Regions from separate parts of the Zea mays genome. Here region 1 is linked to region 2. The links are chromatin contacts, called in public Hi-C maps. All regions are on one chromosome and are shown on one strand. Each heading gives the region's core, a stretch centred on a gene start, on an enhancer-like site or on the middle of the called end of the contact. The rest is flanking DNA. Distances are from core to core; before and after follow the strand shown. Region 1 holds the start of LOC103647454. Region 2 holds the start of LOC103647451 (AT-rich interactive domain-containing protein 4).

Evidence for each region. Hi-C and Micro-C count contacts between places; a contact is called where the count stands out from the background.
Region 1: a contact with region 2 is called in a Hi-C map of leaf, with 5 times the contacts expected there. The contact joins the promoter of LOC103647454 here to the promoter of LOC103647451 in region 2. A contact is called at or near these places in 2 of 25 Hi-C or Micro-C datasets (ear and leaf).

The regions. Positions count from the first base shown.
Region 1 is chr2:188,740,052-188,747,111 of Zm-B73-REFERENCE-NAM-5.0, forward strand. It overlaps LOC103647454, which reads right to left and starts at 5,658. Exons shown (of 2, transcript XM_008671992.3): 1 at 4,619-5,658; 2 at 4,061-4,546. The coding sequence starts at 5,234. The coding sequence ends at 4,401.
Region 2 is chr2:188,438,251-188,445,598 of Zm-B73-REFERENCE-NAM-5.0, forward strand. LOC103647451 (AT-rich interactive domain-containing protein 4) reads right to left here and starts at 2,898. Exons shown (of 16, transcript XM_008671989.2): 1 at 1,747-2,898; 2 at 1,402-1,661; 3 at 1,120-1,311; 4 at 550-603. The coding sequence starts at 1,566. It overlaps LOC100280915 (E3 ubiquitin-protein ligase AIP2), which reads right to left. Exons shown (of 6, transcript XM_020547696.3): 2 at 6,902-7,115; 3 at 6,561-6,802; 4 at 5,915-6,124; 5 at 5,643-5,810; 6 at 5,035-5,489. The coding sequence starts at 7,115. The coding sequence ends at 5,661.

The DNA of each region.
Region 1 (7,060 bases), core at 4,408-6,907, 300 kb after region 2:
CAAAAATGAGATATCAGTAAGGAACAGAGGAAAGCCAAATATAGTCGGGGAAGTATAGAATCTGACCAGTAGAAGCGACGTGAAGACTAGACAGGGAACGTCCATCAAATGTCCAACCAGCCGCAGAGCAAATAAATTGCACCACCTAGCAAGATATGGATGGATTGTGAACTCGGCTGCAAAAGACAAAATACGTGCTGACCTCTGAAGCATAATATTGATGACATAATGCTGACCTCCAAAGCATAATGCGGATGGCATCATACCGATTTTCACAGGCAGAAAGGATAATCTTCAACAAAAAGACACCAAAGGAAGACCTTCGAATGGATTATCCTCAAAAATCCACTTGAAGGTCGGGGGCTACACCCATTGGGTGCACCTTCAGTGCACCCCATGGACCACCATTTTAGGCCAAGGTAGTGCCGACTTCTAAGGCATGGGACAAAACTAAAGACAAGGCTGACCCTCAACCAAAACACAAGAGTAAGATGAAAGTAATTTCTGATAAAGACCTTCGAGTAGATTATTTTCCAAAATCTACTCGAAGCTCGGGGGCTACACCCATTGGGTGCACCTCCGGTGCACCCAATGAAGTTCAGGGTCCTACAAAATGAAATGCCGACCTCTAAGGCACAAGCACGAAACAAAGCTTCAGTTTACGAGTGATCAAAGCAGGAGGAGACAGTAAGAAATCGTTTTCTTCAAATTACCTGCAAGCTGGACCTAGGATCTTTGGGCTGATTAACTCAAAATCAACCCAAAGATCGGGGGCTTATGTGGGACAGATATCCCCCGGGTCCACTGGAAGAGTAAAAGACCTCACGAAAGGCCCAAGGGCCCAATAAATCGTAAGGTCATTCTTTCGTGGGCCTGGGGAGGGACAATCAGCAAAGCAGGTTGACAGGAGGCCGAATTGGTGCAAGCCCGAACGACCCACAACGTCGAGCAAGCGATCACAACAGAGATCCGACTTTCCCGCGCTGGAGCCCCCATGCAACGGAGCCATGCGAGGATAGGTCGGCAGAACTATAGGGAGATAAACTCAAACAGTTCACTATCTTTTAGTTACACATTGTTATCATATCCACGTGTATTGCCCCACGGTCGAGTATATAAGGCCTAGGGGCACCCCTTCAGAACGATCGACCCTATTACTCAGCCACCCACCTCAACTCTCTGCATTCTCAATTCGGAGAGCTCCCTTGTAACCTCATTCACCAAGCATACTCACCAGGACGTAGGGTGTTACGCATCTCTAAGCGGCCCGAACCTGTAAACATTGTTCACTGTCCCTCGTGCATCTGGCACGAACCATTTTGCTACAGTCGTCGACACCGTCCTACTCCTAAAAACACCTCAAGGGGCAACCCCGGGTGTGCGGTCGGACCCCAAAACACCGGCAGAAGCCGCCAAGTGGCGGAAAGACGTGGAGAAGGCCTAAGGCCGATTTCGTCCTAAGCAGGGCCCAGAGGAAGGAAGTACTTTAGTGGATCAAGATGTTGATGTTCCCTGATGGGTATGCATCTAACCTGAGTAGGGGGTGAACTTATCTACTATGCGAGTCTTAGGGATGAAGAGTCATGACTTCCACATATGGATTGAACAGATTCTTTCTGCGATGGTTCGAGGCTATGTCCCTGAGCATGTCTGGCTAGCGCTTTCAGAGTTGAGCTATTTCTTCCGTCAGCTTTGTGCAAAAGAGTTATCTCGGACCGTTGTTGCAGACTTGGAAAGATTGGCCCCCCGTGTTACTGTGTAAGCTTGAGAAGATATTTCCACCCGGCTTCTTCAATCCAATGCAGCATTTGATTCTTCATCTCCCCTATGAGGCACGAATGGGGGGCCCCGTGCAGGGACGTTGGTGCTATCCAATCGAGAGATGTCTAAAGACTATTTGAAAGAAATGTAGAAATAAATGCAAAATCGAGGCTTCCATTGCAGAGGCATACATTCTAGAGGAGGTCTCAAACTTCACAACAACTTATTCTGGTGACAAACTGCCGAGCGTGCATAATCCACCCCCTCGTTACAATGATGGCGACAATGAATCGAACCTTAGTATATTTCGAGGCCAACTCGGAAGCGCAAGTGGCTCAACCACCAAGACCATGACACATGAAGGGTGGCGGCATATCATGCTATACGTATTGACCAACCTTGAAGAGGTGACGCCATACATGGAACAATTTCTTCATGAATTCTGGCGTCGATCAAGGGATCCCATTCCACAGGAATATGACGCTCTTCTTAGAAAGGTTGCGAGAAATGGGTTGCCCGATTTCATTTCCTGGTTCAAACGTAAGGTACGTGCTTAATTTGTAAAAGAGATACGTCTTTGAACTCAATATAGCGTCTTTTAACTTGCGAATATATAGGCCCCTCCCACCACCAAGGCAGCCGGAGCCTGGGCCAATATGCCGAAGCATGGGTACACCACCTTTTTTATTTAGATATATAGCACTAAGTTAGATATTATTTCTAACTATCTCGTTGGTTTTCGTTGCGGTCGGCGTCACATGGTGGTCGGCCTTGCTCCACCTTCTCGGCCTATGCTATGACCCATAAGGGTAAGGCGACGTCCGACGTCACCTACAACCCGGATGACGGGTCGTCGAGGCGACGATCGGGCACCACACCATCAGATCCAGCAGCAGCAGCAGCAGCAGCAGCAGCTAGCGCGCTTCACAGTCACATGTGCTGTGCTGGTCGTTTCCCACGTCGTCGACCCGTCCGTGTCCGGCCGCGCGCGGGAGCGGGGGCGTACGACGACGTCTCACCTCAACCTCATGGAGTCATGGACGCGACCAACAGTACGTGCCGCTGCCCCGCGTGCTCTCTCTACTGGCACTGGCACTGGCCGGCCGGCCCGCTGGCCCAGTCGTGACGTCTACGCCACCGCATTTATGCCGGCGTCCCGGTAGGTCGCGCTTGCCTTTCGCGCGCCCGTGCATGTGCCTGTCGGTCGGGCAGAGATGAGAGGAGTATGATCGATTTGCTCACATTTGTATCTGTAATTAATCTACCTCTAATCGATAAAAGGCTAGCTAGTAGTAGCTATCTTGTACACTCCCGAGAGTATGCATGCACCAGCACCAAGACATGGCGCGTGCGTGCATTGCAGAGCCGCCGTGTACTCCTACCACCTAGTACTGGGGTTTCCTGCAGCTACACGACACTGTCGAGTTGCCTGGGGGCAAGTGCCTTCACTCTCAACCTGCAGCAACTACCCGCTCCACGCGCATTGAATCGCCCACGAGGATGCGCAGGCGCCCTTGGGCCAGGCCGTGTAGGCGCAAATTCAGGGCTCAGGAGCTGTCGTGACCACAGGAGGTCCAGAATCTGTGGCTACACGGCTTTGTCGGGTACTCGCCTGCTTCTAGGGTAAACGGTATTTGGCGTACACAGGTGTGTGGATGCTATGGAGACACTGGTATTGATGTTGCATCGTTCATCGACAACGGACTTGCATGAGATGGACGTGTGAACGTGTTGTTGCCGGTGGTGGTATCCAAGGACGTTCGACTACTTCCAATACATCGATGTGTTTTTATTCCACTATGTTGCGCGTCTAATGTTAAGGATCATGATCCTCTCCTCACATGCTAACTTGGTTGAACGTGGTGCAGCGTAGTACTCCCTCCGTTTCTTTTTATTTGTCGCTGGATCCAGCGACAAATAAAAAGAAACGGAGGGAGTACATGTTTTCCTAGGCTTGCTAGCCGACCTAAGGGCAACACAACAACATCCTTGCGAATTTGTAAATTCAGGTTCGAGGCAGCCGAAAACTGTCGTTGTAAGAAGGATCACAAATTCGTAGTAGTCCATATATGGGATTGGGCTATAGAAAAGCCTGGTGAGGCGCTATCTGGGCTTTATCCTTGCCTTTTTACTTACCAATGGACCAGGCCGAGCATGTAGCTGTCCGTATCGTGCGTCGGGCAGTGAAACATGGGCCGGGCGGTGCGACACGGTCCGCGGACAGCCGACGCAGCGTGACAAAAGCTAGACACGACGAAACCTTTGCCAGTTGGTCAGGCTGGAGGATAACAAAACGACAGATAATCTACCATCGTAGAGTAATAATAATAACTGAGTTCACGTCCAAATACTTGTGAGTTGCCTACACACTGACAGAACAATCTGAATCCTTGGCCTTATTACAACAATGTCTTGGACGCACACACACTGCTAGCCATCATACAATACAATACAACGGAATCCCTTTTCTTCAGAAATACTCCCTCCGTTTCTTTTTATTTGTCGCTGGATAGTGTAATTTTGTACTATCCAGCGACAAATAAAAAGAAACGGAGGGAGTAATATGAAAACGAAAAAAGAGAGAGAGAAATACAAACATTGTACATCACACTGCAACAGCGCAACACGTACCGTCTAGTCTAGGGTCTAAGCACGATGCATTGCCGGTTCTTGGTTCGCCGCTTCTGCAAGAATTCAAGGGGGGAGGGAGAGGCGTCAGAAATGCATGCATGGCTCTGTCTGTCTCTATCGGGAACGAGAACGACCGCCTGAACTGAATGAGAACCTGCAGTGTTCATCCGCCGATCACGCCAGAACTAATAACAAGCATTTGCGTTGCGCACGTATATATACGTACCGTCGTCGCCACGCCTGTCGTGGCGCTGGACGCACTGGAGGATGTACTTGAAGGCCTCCGTCTCGCAGGGGATGGCGAGCGCGCCTTGGTGCTGGAACCCGAACTCCTCCTCGGCCTTCTCCAGCAGGAGCCGGAACACGGGGTGCGCCAGGTAGCCGGTCGGGATCACGAACCGCCGCTGCTCGGCACCCACGTACACGGGGCAGTAGCCCCGGGGAACGTCCGGCGGCGGCGGCGGCGGCTCCGGGCTGTGGCCGCAGCTCTCGTCGTCCGACACGGACTCCGCCGTCTCCGTGCGCCGCAGACGCCGCACCACGAGCGGCGGGATCGCCGGCGCCACTGCCTCCTCCGGCACGCCGCCGCCGGCGGCGTGGTCATCCTCCTCCTCCTCCCGCTGCTGCTTCTGATCCGCCAGCGCCATCAGGTGCTGCCACTTGTGCAGCAGCTCTCGCAGCCGCACCATCTGCTTGGCGCCCGTCGCAGCCTTCGCGCCGTCGTCGTCGCCCATGACGACAGCCACCGTACACCTTCGTAGAGATGGCTTCTTGGATCTCTCAAGAGCTTGGTGAGAATTTTGAGACGAAACTAAGGGAAAGGGGTGGAGAGAGTCTCGCATGCAGGAGGTGGGAAGATTATATATAATCACGCCATGCTCGTTATTCGTACTACATCGATCAGGGGTAACATGGATAAACAAACAAACAAACAAACAAAAAGATTCCTTCGCCGCGTGTTATTTTTAACATGGCTGAATAATCACCGGCGTGTGGCTCAAGAATGCTACAGCTTATTTATCTATCTGATGATCCATCCGTCTAAGCTACTCTACCTTGATCAAACTTTTTTCTTTGGTGCCAAACCGGCCTACACAGCTACACTACACTAGTGGTGCCTTCGAAACTAAGAAGGAATAATTAATTAGCACACTACGTTACAAAAACAGCACTGTACTGATTATCTGAACCGATGAAATAAAACATATACGATGAAGTTTTTCTTCTGAAAATCTTCAGGCGTTTATTAATTTTATGAACTTTATATATATGTATTTATTTTAATAATGTTCTGAACGGGAGCATCAAAAGCTGGATGTGTGCTGGGAATATAATAATATCCCCGATCGAGCCAACTTTTCCGCGGTTCATATATCATACCCTGTGCAGTGCACAAGGACGTGGCTACATACTTGTGTTTGGATCGATGATGCCAGTGATTTAGGGCATGGTATCATGCCGGTGTGCACCTACCTTAGCTTATAATATTACAGGGAATTTTGCTGTACGGATGTTTAATCAAAACAATCGATGTTCATTCTCACGGCACGACATGGCAGCTGGAACAAGGATCCCGGAAACATATTGTACGCGCGCTGCCAGCCACCTCGATTTTTTATGCCATCATTAAAAAAAATAACAAATGACTTGGGTGGCACAGGTTTAACAATTGCTAGAGAACACGGTAGTACGTAGGATCGGCGGCGTTACTGTGGATAGATGCAATGCACAGCTCACTTTTGTGCTTGATAAATTACTCCGGAGGCCACCTAGGCACCTACACTACATACGTGTTGGCCGATCGCGCGCGCTAGCTAGATCATCTTCTTCCAGATAAAAAGGCCAGAAGCATCCGGACGGTGTCGCTTGGAAAGCTGGCCGCGGCAACGTGCCAGCACATGATCGTCGACGGACGGACGACTCGTTGCCCCGGGCCCTATCTCTATCTATATATATCCCTACACACACTTCCCAGCATCGACGCGTCGTTCATCGGCATGCATGTCTCGTACGCCGGATCGGACGAGACGAGAGAAAGATCAATCAACCTGCGCTGCGGCGTGCCATACCCACATGTGATGATGGTGATGATTGGTACGGGCCCCTTCTTCCTTTTGTCTATTATTTGTTTAGCTTTATTATTTACTTCTTTCAAGAACCTGCATCTGCATGGATGGAGTCTGCCAAAAGTGACCACCGATCGACTCTATACATGCATTGCGTGAAGCGACGCCAACGGTCCGCGCGCTACAGCCATGCATGCCCGGGCGTGAGCTAGCGGGATAAGCTAAACTAGTCACCATCCATATACAGCGACTGATCCAGCCAGACGTTGTTACATTACATTGCGTATCTTTAAAGACTGGATTAACAAATTTGTAAGAGTAACCTCCAGATGCCGCGAAAAGAAGCTAAGGTATATACATTACGGAATATTTATTACTTGGGCCTTCGACCGAGCCGAAAAGAAGCTTTGCCCATGGACCCTCCAGGTCCACAGGAGACGCGGCCACGCGGAGGTCTCTGTCGACCTGTAGGCGCTGATGTGGCACACACCAAGTCACGGCATGATCCCCTTTCAGGATAAAAAGAAAGAACTAAAGAAGGGGCGCAAAATTAATTAAAGCGCATGCCAGCGCCAAAACGTATAAAGAAGTGAGGGTGCGCC
Region 2 (7,348 bases), core at 1,648-4,147:
TCAAAGCCACCCGTGTGTAGTAGGATCCTAAGGCGCGATAGTAATGAGAAGAGGCAGGGGAAAGCCAAAGTTGACATAGAAAGAAATAGTAAAAGGAGACTTACAAGGATGGAATATACCTAAAGGTTTAGCCTTGAATAGGAGTGAATGAAAAACAGCTACTGACATGCCTGAACCATTATTTGAGGTTTCTGATAGATTTGAACTCTAGCCTACACCAACTTGCTTAAGACGAAAAGGCTTTATTATTGTTGTTATATAGTGAGAATCTTCAAATAGAAGGGTTTGGGGTAGATAATTGAATTCTAAGAATCTCATTCAGTCATTCTAGAATCTAATTATCATTTTTAAGAGATCCAAACAGGGCCTAACAGCAGCATGACATTGTTGTCAAACGAAGAAAAGCATACTAAAATGAACAATCCGAAGAAAATATGGCTACTTTGCCATGTGGCCATCTCCAAGAAAACATGATCTATGAGTAGTGGACAAACAGTAATACTCAGGTTGTTTGAAGAAATGCAATTACTGTACAGGGAAACTATCTACCTTTGAGTGAACTGCTTGGGCAAGTTTTTCACCAATAGGAACTTCCAGATATACCTGTATTCAGAGTATGGTTATCAGCAACTGTAAAAATGTTAAAAAGTAAGACCCATGTGGCAGTACAACCAAGATGTTGGAATATCACAGAAGTTACACAAAATAAATGTTCCATATGTGTTCCTGTGAAGTAAATGAAACAAACCCTTTTTTAGGAACATTGCTTTCCGTATATATTTACATCATCTAAACGGAACTTTTTATGTGTAGGATATGATACACGAGACAGTCGAGTACCTACCTTTTTGTATTGGATTCAGCTCTAGTACTTAACCTATTCAAGTAGTTGCAACATGTGTAGCATAAGACGAGACAATCCTTTGTTGTATGATGCAACGATGGAACAAACACATGGCATAGTGACTTCAAGTTCATACAACAGAATTTACCAAAACTTCATAGGTTGTTGATATCACATCCTGGTATTTGCAGTTTAATTGGCAGCTAAAATGCACTGGCAAGCTAGCATATTGCCTAACAAGTAATAACATTTACACACACTAGAGTAGAGCTTACTATCGTTGGGAATGGTGGGCTGATAAGAGTGCTAAACGCCTGCGGATCAGAGACATCGGCGTCCCCCCACACAAGTGAGCCAATCTCCTTCTCATCCTCAAGCTGCTGACCCTGGATGTACAAGAAGTTGGGCTGCACCACCCGCTGCGCCTCGAGGAACTGCTCTGGTGTAGGATTAAACAGTGTGTGGACCTGCATTCAGAAGCCCCTTCATTCAGCTGATAAACAAAGGAGGCAAACTGCAACGAGCGTGCGCACTCAAGCAAGGAGCAAACAGTTGACCTCCAATCGCCCAGCTGAGCTGAGCTCCGGGAATGGGTAAGACGGCCGTGGCCGCTTCGCCTCCAGCCCAGACTTCGCTGCTGGTGCTCGCTTCTCAGCATACTTCCCACACAGCACCACAAGGAGCACACAGTTGTTCCGCGAGAAGCTTTGGATTTGAGACATGGCTGGCAGGCCGGAGCCTCCCTGGCGGCGGCCGCGCAGGAGAAAAACCTCCCCTTGAAATCAGAAATCAACCCCACTTCTTCATGGACCAAACCCTGGGACACAGAAAACGCATCAGGAATCCCCCAAATCCCAACCAAATCCGCAGCGAAACTCACGAATCTGAGCGTGCGGCCTTACCAAGACGCGATTTTGCGGCGCAATCGGCAGCGGCACGCCCTCAATCGACGGCCGGGAAGGGGGCGGATTCGGTGCTGGGAGATGGGGGCAGCGAAGGGTAAAGTGCGCGAGAACAAACGGAGCCCTAGAAGATGATTCGCAGAAATAGATAGATACTGCAACAACGCGAAAGCAAATCCCACTGTGGAGGCAATAAAAAAGAGGAGCCGTCTCTGCTTGTGGTGGTGGCGAATCGGCCCACGCCCTTATGCAGATCCAGACAAACAAAAACAGCGCAATCCACAACCAAGAGGGGCGAAAAAATCTGTCCAAGAACCGGAACCAGAGCTGAAGCGGATTAACGGGCGACGACGACCACGGGGATCAGGCGAGCGGGCCTCATTAGCAGCGGCAAACAATCACGCATCACAGAGACAGAAACTTTGGAACAGTCTCGGCTCGACCAGGGAGGCGTCAAGATTGGATTTTTGACGGGTACGGGGAGGTCAGTCCGGAGATTCTCCCGGACTTCTCAGATTTTCGCCCTAACCGCCTGCCTGCTCACACGCATCGCCCAGCTTGATGAGGAGATTAGATGAGTTGATGTGCGCCTGCTCTCTGCTGTTGCTGGTGCGTTGTTTTCCCTGCGCCTTTTCGTTTTCTCCTTTTTCCTCCTCCGCTTCATTACTGCTGCAAGCCAGGGACGGCCGGAGGAAAACAAACGCGGATTAAAAGATTAGGAGTTTTGGGAGCAGGATTGGTGAGGGGGCAAAATAATCTCTTTCTGTGAGAATTGTTTTTGCTGGGATCGGAATATCGGATGCTGGCATGCTGCTACTGCTTTTGCTGTGCAGATCGATACGGTGTGGCCTGTGGTGTGGCGTGGCCGCGTAGGGTTGTGATCCAGCTTGGGCTGCTTGGCGCTCGCCGCTCGAGCGGTCGAGCATGCAGGGTGGGTGTGCGCGTGTATTGCAGCTCGCGATCGCGGCGGCTTTGGCCATTTGGGTGGGGGTGCCTGTGTTCGTGGGATCGTGGGAGCAAATGGCCCGTTTGATCCGTTTATGCGTGTTCCTAATAGCAAGCAACGGTGGAGCGACCGCACAGCATGAGGAGCCCTTCGGTAGAGCTTCTTCCCTTCTCGCTATCACCCACTTCCGCTTCGGCCACTCGATCTTTTTGCTATTATAATTAGAGGCGTCAATGTAGAGATAGTGTTGAAAACGGACGAAAAAAATCCATACCTCGTTTTCGTTTCTGCATTTTATCATTTACCGGGTACAAATTAGTTAGGAACAAAAACGGAAGAGGGATAAACGAGTTAAATGGAAACTGAAATTTAAGTGAAAACTTGTATTCTAATACAAACATATGATATTTTGATAGCTAACTGGTAACTGACTGATATGGCAACAATATAAAATAAATAGATATAGAGGGGCAACACTCCATTGATATTTGCTTGCTAGTGGTGTACGTATAGCTACAATCGGTTTTTTGAGCTTTTAGGACACATGTCGTTAAAGAGAGCCGGTGGCTAAAATGACCACTTATGTTATAATTTGTCACCTAAGGATATGAGGCTTCAGCTAATGCACTAATGTATATTGGGATGGTCTCGGATTCTCAAAATACGAGTTTAACCCGAATAAAAACGGGCAGGATAGACCCTCTCTCGTTTCTGTATCGTTTCCGGTTTTTCCCGTAAATACGAAAACAGTCAGATCAAATATAGAAAACAGTACGGGTTAGAATGGGATTTTACTCCGTCCGTTTTCACCCCTTGGAGGAGTTATGGTGCGGTTCCCAAGCACCACGGAGCTGAGCCGTTTAACCGCTTTGAGCTAATTCTTGCGAGGAGCGAAGCAGAAAGAGCGCTAAGAGCAACTCCAATAGTTATATAATTTTAGCTCTATAAATCATAGATTTAAGAAGTTGCTAAATAACTTTGGGAGTAAAAAAATGTGAGTTCTCCGATAGTGAAGTTGCTAAATGGTTATATAAGGATTTGCTCAATTACCTTCATTATCTACATAATGCAATAAACATTTTTGTTTAGGGAGTTGCTAAATGGTTGCCAAATGTAGAGAGGAAATAAGGTTAGATGAGAAGTTGTTAAATTTAGAAAGTTCGTTTAGAGAACTGTTGGAGATGAGTTTTGTGTTAACTACTTAAATTGTTGAGTTAGGAAGTCTATTAGAGAACTACTGGAGTTGCTCTAACAATGGGACCTTAAGTTAGCAATGCAGCAAAGTTGATGGGCGGTGATCTTGGTGCCCCTGCACTAGATAAAAAGTGCTCCTCCCAAGGTGGCAAGGAGCCAAAACCGTTTTAGAGACACAAATCCTTATCATTATAATCATGGGCGGCCCCAGGGGTGTTTCATGGGTATTCATTGAATACCCATGTTTTTGTGATCTATAGTGTTAGAACACTAATTTGTCAATAATGTATTACATAAAATAGCGTTAGAACACTAAATTCTTTAATCTTTTGAATTTTTGAATACCCAATCTCAAATGTCTGGGCCCGCTTCTGATTATAATGTACCCGTATATCCTATAGTTCTGAAACAATCTTATTAAAGATCAAATGATGATCAAGTACAGAACTACCCTCTTACAACTTATGCATGTATAACTTTAGCTTCATATGTATCTTGCTTGTCAAATCCTTAGGCATACAAATATACTTCAACTTGAGCCATAAGACAACTACAATTTTATCTTGCAAACAATTTGCAAAAATATTATTTGGAAGACGAGGTCGGATTTGAGTCAAGGCTTTACAATCTTTTCTCATCTCATTGGTCCAAGATTTTAAATTATTTTTATTAAATTTAACAAGAGCACCATTGACTTTAGCGTGCATAAGAATAGCCCTCAACTACATAAATTGAGGTGTAACCCTAGCAAAAAAATATCTACAATCCGGTATACAGCTTGTGTATGTTTAGCAATGAATTTGAAATATTTTGGTAATTTCCTTAAGTGTGCGCAGCAAATAGGTTGATTTGTTTTCACTAACGATCAACGGCAGCAAGACAAGAGAAACTTGATTACTTTCTCGATTCACGTGATTGACAGGAAACATGGTAGCATGGATTTGAGACAACGACGATAGAAAATTTTCCTTCTCCATTTGTAGATGGATCATACACCGGTGACTAAAACCAACTATACCTCTCGGTAGTAACTTTTGCAAATGAATCGGCATACCACCAATCAACAATGGCATAAAAATTGACTCCATCTCGAAGATGCTGAACAGTAGATTTAAACATATATGACAACGCCACGAAACTTGCAGATAGATTGAAACAATAGAATTTTTAATCTTATGTTTGGTTCTGACACCACTTGTTAGTTTATAATGCAAATATAAACCAAACACAAGGCTTAAAATTTTACGTAAAAACCTTCACGAGAAAAAGTCACACACGCCAAGCTAGAATCTCTATTTTACGAGGAGAGTGTATAAAATACAATAAATGTAATAAATCATTTATCTTCTCATAGGACTTACAAGATAGATATATATAAGAGGACTAGTCACAGGGGTTGAAAATTACACGCATCAGCCAACGCCCATCACACCCCAGTCACTGTCATAATCCTCCTCGAACAACGGTTGTGCCACACTATGACACTATGCAAGATCTGCTACTCTCATTCCAAAAACCGTCAAGCTTATCCGCTTCGTCTCTGTGTGTCAACATACTATGATTGCCTATCGACTTTTATTGATGACCTGCTATGCGTCTAGGCCTACAAACAAACTAGATGATAAGATAAACGAACACAGATAGGGCATAGCACAAATCAGAGGTAATAAGATCGCAAGATATTTAACTCAAGCATAAGTAACTAGGTATATATATATGTCAACATGGTAATCACGAAGTTCATCAAAGGGATTACATTCTGGAACTGTTGAGTTCAGATATAAATGAATTCTCCACCCCTAACAGCATTTGCCGCACCCCTTCTATCTTCTTCCTCTTCCCTTTCACGCTCCTTCCTGCTCTCATACACATGGTCATCCGTCCTCAGCTCATGCCGGCAGATAGGGCAGGAGTTGTTCTCGTCCTAAATGAAACAAAAAAAATCACGATTGGTTAGATATACCGATTGCAACAATGCTGCTCCTCTACTTCAAGCCTATTTATCTGCAGGGTTCACAAGAAGTTTACCAGCCATGGCTTCAGACAAAGAGGATGGAAGAGATGCTTGCAGGGAAGCTCCTGCATCTTGTCATCCACAACCAAGTTTTCGCGGCAGACAGCACACTCCGTCTCACTACCCAATCTAGACATGACTTCCTCGGTAACAGCAATGACAGGAAGATTGGCGACAACTTCCTTTGAAGCCGGGGGTGCCCTCTGTGGATACTCAATGATTCCCTGGCATTAAAATGTAAACTCGATATCAGTATTTTCACATCCTATTATAGTTCCAGCTATGTGAAGCAAACATACATGGCAGAGTTAGAAAGTTGTCACATAGAGAAGCTGCTTGACTACAAATTGTACAGCTTAGATCCTTTCCCACTACATGCAAGGTCCAATTAAGATAATAATAATAAACTTAAAGAGAATAATTTCCTCATCCATCAAAAACATGATGAGACTACCTCTGCTTTGAGCAAATCAGTACTATCACTTGAGTGCAGGCAAATTAGGTTTACAAGGCTAGTTTGTCATGAGATTGGATAAACTAAAGATCATAAGCATATAATTGTGCGCCCTTCTTTAGTTGGTTAAAAGACCTGACAAAAGACCTAGCAATGTACTAAAGAAGTAGATTCTCATGAAATGATTATTAAGTATTCATGCACACCTGCAGTGATTCTTCCAAAGCAGTTTCTAGATCCCTGTCGCCTGATATGGTTTCTAGGAGGTTCATTATAGCAGGTGTAATCTCCTCGGCTCTAGGCACTGTTCTGTTGTTGCTCCCATCTTGATCACCAGAGGATTCAGTTAGTATGCTCAATTCCCTCGTTAAATTCTGGGCAACAAGCCATGCTGGAGGTGGAGGTTCCTGTCCCACAGTAAGGTGCCCTTCAAAAAGAAATCTGGTGTCTGCGAAAAAGCAACATCTTATTAACAAATAGATATTGGTAATAACAAATTTTAAGAGATATTGCATCATTAAGTGCATAACAAAAATATGTTATGTACCTGCTTCTCTGTTGCTTGGCACAGAATCCTCATTTTCCTTTTCATCAAGATGCTCACGGGCCCTCGAAATGCAGGTCTTCAGGTGCTCCTTTTCAGCAGGATTACTTACCAGCTTCTCTATTCCAACGAAGAGGTTCAGACCAACATGCCAGAATCCTGGAGCTGTATATCTGGTTTGAAGCACTGTTGCAACGCGGCAAACCGTTGAATACATCTGCGGAAAATAACAATTGCTCAAAATAAACACAAAGATAATAGATGAGTTTCATAAAAAAAAAAGCGGGAGGGGGAGGGGGGACTGCCCCATGGCTTTGCAGTTTGCACTCAGTGAAACCGGTCCAAACCCCCCCCCAAAAAACCCGGCCTCACCTATAGGGACATACAGTAACCATGGTTGGTGAACACTGTCATTACCTAGCTGGCTGGTGCCACTACTCGTTGACCAAC